Regions from separate parts of the Mus musculus genome. Here region 2 is linked to region 1. A link is a contact called in public HiChIP or PLAC-seq data. All regions are on one chromosome and are shown on one strand. Each heading gives the region's core, a stretch centred on a gene start, on an enhancer-like site or on the middle of the called end of the contact. The rest is flanking DNA. Distances are from core to core; before and after follow the strand shown. Region 1 overlaps Casc1 (cancer susceptibility candidate 1). Region 2 overlaps Rassf8 (Ras association (RalGDS/AF-6) domain family (N-terminal) member 8).

Region 1 (4,112 bases), core at 901-3,400:
GGCCTTTTCTGTACTTTCCTCGACGTTGACTTGCTCTGCTCCCACGGGGTTCTGATTTTGCTCAGTGACGGCAATGGGGAACAAGGGTGTGATGTGGTCATAGCGTGTGTGTAGAAGCCGAAGAGCAACATTGCTCGTGGCCAGGATCCTTGGGATTTCAAATCCAATTTGTGTCTCTGAGAACCTCACACTCCGGTGCCTGCCAGAAATCAATAGATGGAAGCCAAGAGGGTGAGCAAGAGGGGCAGTCGGGGCCTCACGCTGGGTCTGAACAGGGTGTCCTTTTTAATGCCCCTCCTTTGGTGTCCCGAGGCATTGGGAGCCAGTGTTTCTCAGGACACTCTTGGCTTCCCACCCACACCTGTCCCCAGCTGAAGCTTTTGCCTCTCAGTGCTCCTCCCAGTGCTCCTCCCAGGGCTCCTCCCAGGGCTCCTCTTTCTCAGTCTCTACATCTGACTGGTTACAGTTTCAACTGCTGCTCACTTTACCAGGGGTCAGCAGCAGCTTTGGGTCTTTTTTTTCTGGCATAATGTAGGGGGAAGAGGCCTCCCTGAATGAACTCTAAGAGGGTCCGAATGACCCTTCCATACGTGTGAATATATTTCACGATCAGAAGAATCTGTGTCACTGAAACTACTGATTTATTCCTGAGGACTCTCCAAATATCCTCTCGGTGTCTGGCATGCTTTGATATATCATCTAAGAGTAGCCAGCCTGCCACTGAATGACTCCTTGCAATCCTCTCCTGTCTTTATTAAAGCCAAACCTGCCTGTCCCCACTGTGGGAGAGCGTGCCAGCTTCCTCTCCTGTACAGAGGAATTTCCCCCATGATTCTGTGTGCGGCATTGTCGACAGCAAAGACGGTGACACACTGCCTTGAAGTCAATAGAAACCACACTTTGTGGAAAGTACAACTTGGTAAATATTTTGTTCCCTCCTTTTATGGCATACTGAAAATGAAGCTCAGAGCCAGGAGTGATGTCACAGGCCTGGAAGCCCAGCACTGGGAGGCTAAAGCAGGAGGATGCTAAAGCAGGAGGATGCAGCAGTTCAAGGCCAGCTGTGGCCCGGGTAAGGGCTGGGGAGGCTTCCTAGGGTTCTTCCCTAAGGTTTGTTTTTTATGCAGTGTTTTTTCTACATGTGCACCACTTGTGTGAGCAGCAAGCGAAGGCTCGCATTTACTGGAGCATGCACGCCTGCTCTAGACACTAGGATTCAGTGCTTTCTACAGGAACTGATGTTCAAACTTCAAGCCAAGCTACTAAATGCCCCGGCCTTGGCATCTATGAAGTGGGGAAGGGGTACCTTGGATTCTTTTTGAGGTTTGCCCACACGTACAGGGTGACATTCTCATCTTTGATGATTTTCTCCATATTCCCAGTGTCCAGATCTGCTAAGTTACTAGCTTGCTGTAAGAGAAAACACAACAGAACCTGACAAAGTCTCTCGGCCTTGGGAAGGTGCACAATCACTGGATTCTTTGTGTTATTAAAAGAATAATCTGGGTAAATGGCGCATGATCTTTCTAGGAAAATAATACTTCAGAGGCCAAGGAGATGGCTCACTGGTTAAAGTGACTGCCATGTGTGAGGACTAAAGTTTGAGTCCCCCAAACCTCTGTCAATGCCTGGGGGGCTTCCTGCAGTATGAGCCTAATGAGGCAGGGGTGGGAACTCCTGGAGGAAGCTGGCTAACTAGATCAGCCCTATTGAGAGGTCTGGGTTCAGTTGAATGACTCTGCCTCAGCAATCAAGGTGAACTTTGAGCCTCATATGCACAGGTACCCAAGTGTGCAAATGCACACTTACACAGGAGACAATAAAAGATCAGCTGCAGTAAGGTAACGCAGCTCGCTCTTTCCTTCTCTGTGCCCAGACCTGGCTATCTTCCCTGTCTTCATCTGTCTCCTCTACGTCCTGACTCCCTTTCATTTCTGTGAGGTGCCAAGTGAGCATGCTAGCAAGTACTCTACCCAGCAATGTTTCCCCAGTTCCCCCGGTTTTCCTGATGCACTAAGGGCTGGCTTGTACCAATGTCTCTACCTCAACCGCAACATAATGTATAAAATAAGATGAAAAGTACTGTACTTTCTCTTAGTAAACATCTTCGTCACTGATCAACCCACACACTTCCTTATTCCGTTTGTCCTACAATACGCACAGCAGATGCAAGAACGTGGCGGGCCAGTTACAGCAGGAGTGAGCTCAGCACTCTGCAGCCCTGTTTAGACTTAGACTGCACCCCAGCGGGGCCGCCCAGGGACGGGTTCCCAACCAAAAGACCCCAGGCAAAATGGCTGAACGCAACCTATGCCTGTAGGCTGTGTTCTGAGGATTCTCCAGAAATGCAACAAGATTAAAGTTTATAAAACACATTCATGGGAGAATTAAGACTCTGGGCCATGTATCAGGACTTTGACCTTGTGAGTTTTATGAAGCTCGCTGGCTCAGTTATTTGGATGTTTCCGTCACTGGTGAGATTTTTGGGGATGAAATGTGTAACACACAAACTTTTGAATGGTGTAAGGAAAGAAAAGAGAGACAAAGAAAATGTTATGATACATTTAAAATTTTGATTTTTCTCTATAAATTATAGCAAAGTTAGAGAGCCCAGATGGGAACTCATGGTACTGTCTTTTAAGTCTCATATTTAAATATAGTACTTTCAAAATAAAAACTGGAGAAAACTAGGATGTCAGTAATTGTGATCTATATCATCAGCTATCTCATATTGGTTTGTAAAGTATTTTTTTTCATAATAAATTCAGTGAACTTTGGCAAATATAAGGAAAACGAGCTTTTGGCTGATAATGTTTTGTCTCTTTAGAAAATAAAATATAAACAGTTGTTAAGTCACAGAAGTATGGGTCCTTCATCTCCTTGATTTGTCCTGAATACTGAAAGGTTTTTAGAGACCTAAGTGGACCAGGACACACAGTAAGACTGCTGAAGGCAGCCTGTTAAAGTTAGTGCTGTAAGAGAGATACCGCCCGTACTCGAAGAAGTAGTTCTGTGGCCACGTTGATCTTCAGGCTGAGCAGCTCTTGTAGGCGCAGAATTGACCCTTGATGCTGCAGGACAGTCCTGTGGTCCAGCTCATATGTCGGAGTTTCCAGTAAAATTAACTTCACCTTTTCAATCAACTGAAATATAAAGAATATCACATCACGCACCCGGAAAAGGTCAAAGGGACATGGAAAGGGACTGGCCTGTCACTGCAGAACAAGGGAAGGTGTCCTTTCCTTCTTCTGTAACTTAAGATCACAGAAAAAGAAAACATCTATCCCAAAGAATTCCCTTGTATGTGTCCAACCCACAGGCACGGAGGTCTCGGTGGCCAGCGTAGAGAGGAGCCGCCACTTCATCAGCTGAGACCAGCGGATGTCATGTTAGCTGATCTTCCATTATTGTTGAACAAGACTGGATTTTCCTCCATGCTGGGATAGAAGAAACTGGTTTTATTTTTCATAATGATCCAACTTAGTTGTGTCTGAGTGTAAGCTAGTGTGGTGGCTCTCTGGAGGACAGGAGGGCGCCTGAGTAGACAGGGGATGGAGGCGCTCACTGCTCCTCAGCCCTGAGGGATGACTTTATCCTGCCTCCATCATGATACGTCCTTAAAACTCCCTTAATGATGGGGTTCAGAGACTCTTCCGGTCGGTGAACACGGCAAGCCACTGAGCATGCAAAGCGCCCAGAGAACTCGGGAAACCATAGCAACCTTCCTTACACACTGTGCCCTGTGCACGTCTTCATCTGGAGGTTTATACCAAGCCGAAGTCCCAGTTTTCTCTGTTTGGTGGGCCGTTATAACAGAATGTCTCATCCGCGGAGAGAGTTTAGGGAATCCTGTTTAGAATTGGTTGCTCGGAGGTACAGGTAACCTGGGGATGCTTGGCAGACATGCAGAGGCTTGTGGGATCAAACCCTTAACACACAGGGGATTATGCTAACTCTGGCTAGTTAACACTAGCATTAAACTCGACATACCCAGGTGATGTCCAGAAAGAGATAATTAGTGTGTGTGTGTGTGGGGGGGGTCGGGATGGGCATATACATTTGGTGTGTGTGTGTGTCAGGGAATTTTGATACATATTAGTGTGTTTGGGGTT
Region 2 (4,112 bases), core at 861-3,360, 590 kb after region 1:
TCCATTCTGTCATTTCAAACATTGTCCTGTCATATGGAATTATTAGTCTGAGTGAAGTCACATTTCATGTTAACAAATGAAGTGCCCTTTATTGGCAGACCTGAGTCTTCCCACTCAACATATTGGATATAAGAACATCAGTTTCATTGAAAATTAAATTATATATGCGTGTACAATATATGACTTGGTTTATAAACAATTCAATGACTGAGAACTATTGTTATTTTTATTAAAATATTATAACCTTTTGACCCAAATCTCATTCTTGTTCTAGAAACAGTCTGTGCATATTTTTATGCTAGAAGACTTCCATTCTCTTATCCTAAAGGATCTGACCGAGCACTCAGTGGGTAGGAAGAAGTGTAAGCCATTGCTTTTGTAGGTAAACCAGGACTCACAGTCACTCTCTGCACAACCCTAGTGACTCACAAGCATGCACAGAAAGCAGGGACTGTGGGGTGCTGCTGAGCAGTAGGAGGTGGGGTGGATTAGGCCTGGCCTTCTTCCTCTCCTTCACCGTACCTGTCTGCAGGGTGACCACATAAAACAGTGTAGTTCTGAAAACGAGACACCTTAGTCCCCTCCAGTGCTGCACTGGTAGTGAGCTCTGTCTGCGGACAGTTCTGCATGTTCTGTACTGCTTAGGCTTTGTCTGTACAGCTCCATAGTGTGTTCTGTGGACAGACAGAAACTCTGACAAGCAGTCCCAAGAACCAGTCGCACAGGAGACAGATCCCCCAGTTCACTCCAGTTCTCGACACTGGAAGGCAGGAATCGGGGTTTTCACTGCCGGCTTCCCTTGCACACTCTTGTTGGATGTGCTTTCTCTGTGCTTGCCTGTTCTTTGGGTAAGTTGATGTCTAAATGGGTGAAGTATTATTTTGTAAGATTTAAGCATGGCGTTTACATGCATTTAATCATGAGACTTCATGTCACTCAGAGACACTAGTTTTGCACACAAGCTTCCTATACTTTTAAAAATTATAATTGGTGATGCACATGCTAGATTTATATCTTTTTATGTTTACTAATATTGTATATATGCATGTGCATGAGATTTTTTTCATGTTAATAATTTCTTTAATCTTAAAATTAAACATTTAGCAATTCTCATTCTCAAAAGAGTCTTGCTATCTTAAATTATTCTTTGAAATAGCAGATAGGTACTTTACATTAAACACTACACTGCAAACCACTTAATATTTCTCTTGTTACAAAGGAGATTTCATAGAAGATAAATTATTGTAGATCATTAAATACTACCACCTTCAGACAAATGGAGCAGTAATTAATTATTGCTATTTCTATTCTGTTTCACCCCAAAGAACATTTGAATCATCCTCTCCAGAGCATAGTGGGATTTTTATAGCCAGTGAAGTACAATTCTGTATAGCACTGTCTCCAGTCTTAGGGAGGCTGAGCCCTCTAGCACAGCAGCCTTCTTCTGTGTTTTCTCACTGTGGCACATTGTTAGCATCTACACAGAAGCTCAACTGTTTTTGCTTGAGGGCATTTTGAGACTCAGATTTAATGCTGAAGAAATCATTGCATGATATGGGACTGGAGAATTCCTTCTAGACTTTTCTTCTGGATTAAAACCGACTATCTTCATGTGTCAGGAGTGAGTGAAGGTCTGTGGAGTGGTTACCATCTTTCTTCACAGACCCCTCTGCTTCCTCCATTCTGTGTAGTGTTCTCCTGTGGAGCCGTCCTTCCTCATCTTCTTTCCTACTGCAGCAGTCCAAGGCCTCAAGTTAGGGAAAGATGTCACCAGCATCGCAACTCCACCCTGCACTCCAAGAACTTGTTTTGAATGAGTATCAGGAACAAAAGCTTGGTAGAAATGAGCCTCGAGCTAGAAGATTTTCACTCTCTAAGGCTTGTTATTTCATGGAGAAGATTGGGTCAGACACCCATCAAGGCACGAACTTTAGCCAAAAGTCAAATTAGACATTCATGAGAAATTAGGAAGGAAGGTAGAGCCAATCACCTCTTCTCCATGAGCGGGTTCTTAGAGCAGCTGAGGCTCCCTCCTCTGTGCTGGGTCAGCTCTGTGGGAAGGAAGGGAAGGGCAGAGGCAGGCGGGGCAGGAGAGGAGTGTGTTCGCAAGCCTCACAGGTCCTGCCTGGGTGTCTGGGGGAGGAGCCACTTCAAGAGTCCAGTTCCCTGTGCCTGGGAATGGGCTCTGCACTTCCTGCTTGTAACGTTCTATTTCCTAATGATCTCCTCTCGTATTACCAGTTGAAGAGTGGCTTAATTTGCTCAGGCTTAATCCAATACCCACATTCCCTCATTAGCTAACGTTGGGCTTTTAAAGCTTTCACTACTGACTTCTTACCACCTGAGAAAGTTTACAGCACTGTGACTAAAAAGGAAGGTAAAATAGATGCAGAAATTAACCTTAATGAAAAGAAACTATAGTTCTTTCTTAAATGATTCTTGAATAAATGTAATTTTACCATTTATTAAAGACTAAGGAAAATGTATATGTAAATGAAATGGGTGTGCTGTCTGTGCTGCTTAAAACACAACACACAGGATAAGCATGTTATAAATGGTGGTCAGAAAGCATGAAAGGCCTTTGTTTTCTATGGCTAAGCCATTGTTTTCTGTGAGAAGTGTTTCTGCATGGTGAGAACACTTACTATAACTACCTTGCATCTGAGGCATGTGCACTGCTCTGTGTGTGTGTGTGTGTGTGTGTGTGTGTGTGTGTGTGTATGTGTGTGTGTGTGTTGTGTGTTTAGAACTTTGGCTGCAGTGAAGTCATATGACACAACATGAGCAAGCACTTCCAGAAACAACTCACCCTCATGCATTTGACATGAAGCTAATTTGTCATCATAGTGCATCCACAGACTTTGATTATGGTCAAAATTTTCATGAACCCTACATTCAATTACACAACACCATATGGACTTTAGCCAGCATCAAGTTAAAAATATTGCTTAATGAGCTTTGGTTTAGTCCAATTTAGCTATTCCCGAGTGTCCACAGGAATACATCACCATTGAAAAGAGTGAGTACTGGCTCTAGCTGGTTCAGAAAACGTAGTCATCTGCTTCCTAGAAGACTTTTCCTCTCCCTGATGTGCAGTACTCTCAATAAGAATAGATTGTTCTGCCACACCCACTTCTTATCTGCCTTCCATCCCCGGATCTCGGGAGTCCAGGACGCAGACTTTAATCTAGACTGTTAACTGATCAGGTAATCTAGGCTGACTGCACAGCCTGAGTAAGCGCCACTCCTCTCCCTCCCCATCCATCCCCGGTCTCAGGAGGCAGGGTCTTCCGGAAGTGATTAGGTTTTTAGAAGTCATGGGTAGAATTAGCACTCTTATGACATGGACCACAGAGAGCTGCCTTGCCTGTTTTGCCATGTGACAGCATAGCGGGAAGGCAGCATCCACAACAGGAGGCAGGTTGTCACCATAGAGTGCATCCAGTGGCCTGTTCTGCACTGGCAGCCTTTAGAACTTACTACATTTGTGTTATTAGTAAACTATCCATTTGTTGGCATTTGTTATATAGGTCAACACATGAACTTCCCGTTAGGATCTTTAAAGTGCCTGTCATAGGCTCAGTGCATGGTAGGCCTTTAGTGAATGCCTTCTTTTTATTTACTTAGTATTTTAGGGTCAAAAGACTACTTTTTAAAGTTGATTCTTTTCTTCCAACTTTACATAGACCCTGGGGATTGAACACAGGCTGCCAGGCCTGTGCAGCAGCCACCGAGCCATCTCGCCGAGTGACTGCTCTTTAAATAATTTGGTGCCACATTAATTCTTTTCTTGAGTAGTAGAGCACGTTAGCTAAATGCCTGGCTCCAGGATGTCTGGATTCAAGTCCTGGCTCTCTTGCAGTAAAGTGTGACTGTGGGCATCTGCTCTGAGAAGGTGGCAATGATGGTTATCTAGAAGAGCTTTTGGGAATTAAATGCACCTGCACATTTGGAGCACTCAGAGGGAGCCTGGCACCGTGAGCACGGTAACAAGAGCTGCCAGGCACCGGAAAATGAGAAGCCCCAGTCCCTGCTGCCCTTCACAGCGCTGAAGCTGGCAGTGAGTGAGTGAGCGAATGAGTGAGTGAGCGAGCACTGGGTCTGGGAGCTCT

The links. HiChIP or PLAC-seq counts read pairs in DNA pulled down with a chosen protein or histone mark.
Region 2: an H3K4me3 HiChIP or PLAC-seq map of bone marrow-derived macrophages shows a contact between it and region 1, with 5 times the contacts expected there. The contact joins two enhancer-like sites. A contact is called at or near these places in 1 of 39 promoter capture datasets (stem cell-derived epiblast-like cells) and 2 of 115 datasets of contacts at active chromatin or transcription factors (T-cell acute lymphoblastic leukemia and bone marrow-derived macrophages).

The regions. Positions count from the first base shown.
Region 1 is chr6:145,191,496-145,195,607 of GRCm38.p6, forward strand. It overlaps Casc1 (cancer susceptibility candidate 1), which reads right to left. Exons shown (of 16, transcript NM_177222.4): 7 at 2,997-3,143; 8 at 1,307-1,410; 9 at 1-199. Among named protein-coding and RNA genes, the nearest start is that of Gm15543, 11 kb to the left of the region's middle. Within about 2 kb of position 2,151, at least 51 of the 459 cell types and tissues checked have an H3K27ac peak or open chromatin away from gene starts, as enhancers often do. A contact at or near this core is called in bone marrow-derived macrophages, where this site is marked.
Region 2 is chr6:145,777,456-145,781,567 of GRCm38.p6, forward strand. The region is part of intron 1 of Rassf8 (Ras association (RalGDS/AF-6) domain family (N-terminal) member 8); the gene reads left to right. Among named protein-coding and RNA genes, the nearest start is that of Gm15704, 31 kb to the left of the region's middle. Within about 2 kb of position 2,111, at least 47 of the 459 cell types and tissues checked have an H3K27ac peak or open chromatin away from gene starts, as enhancers often do. A contact at or near this core is called in bone marrow-derived macrophages, where this site is marked.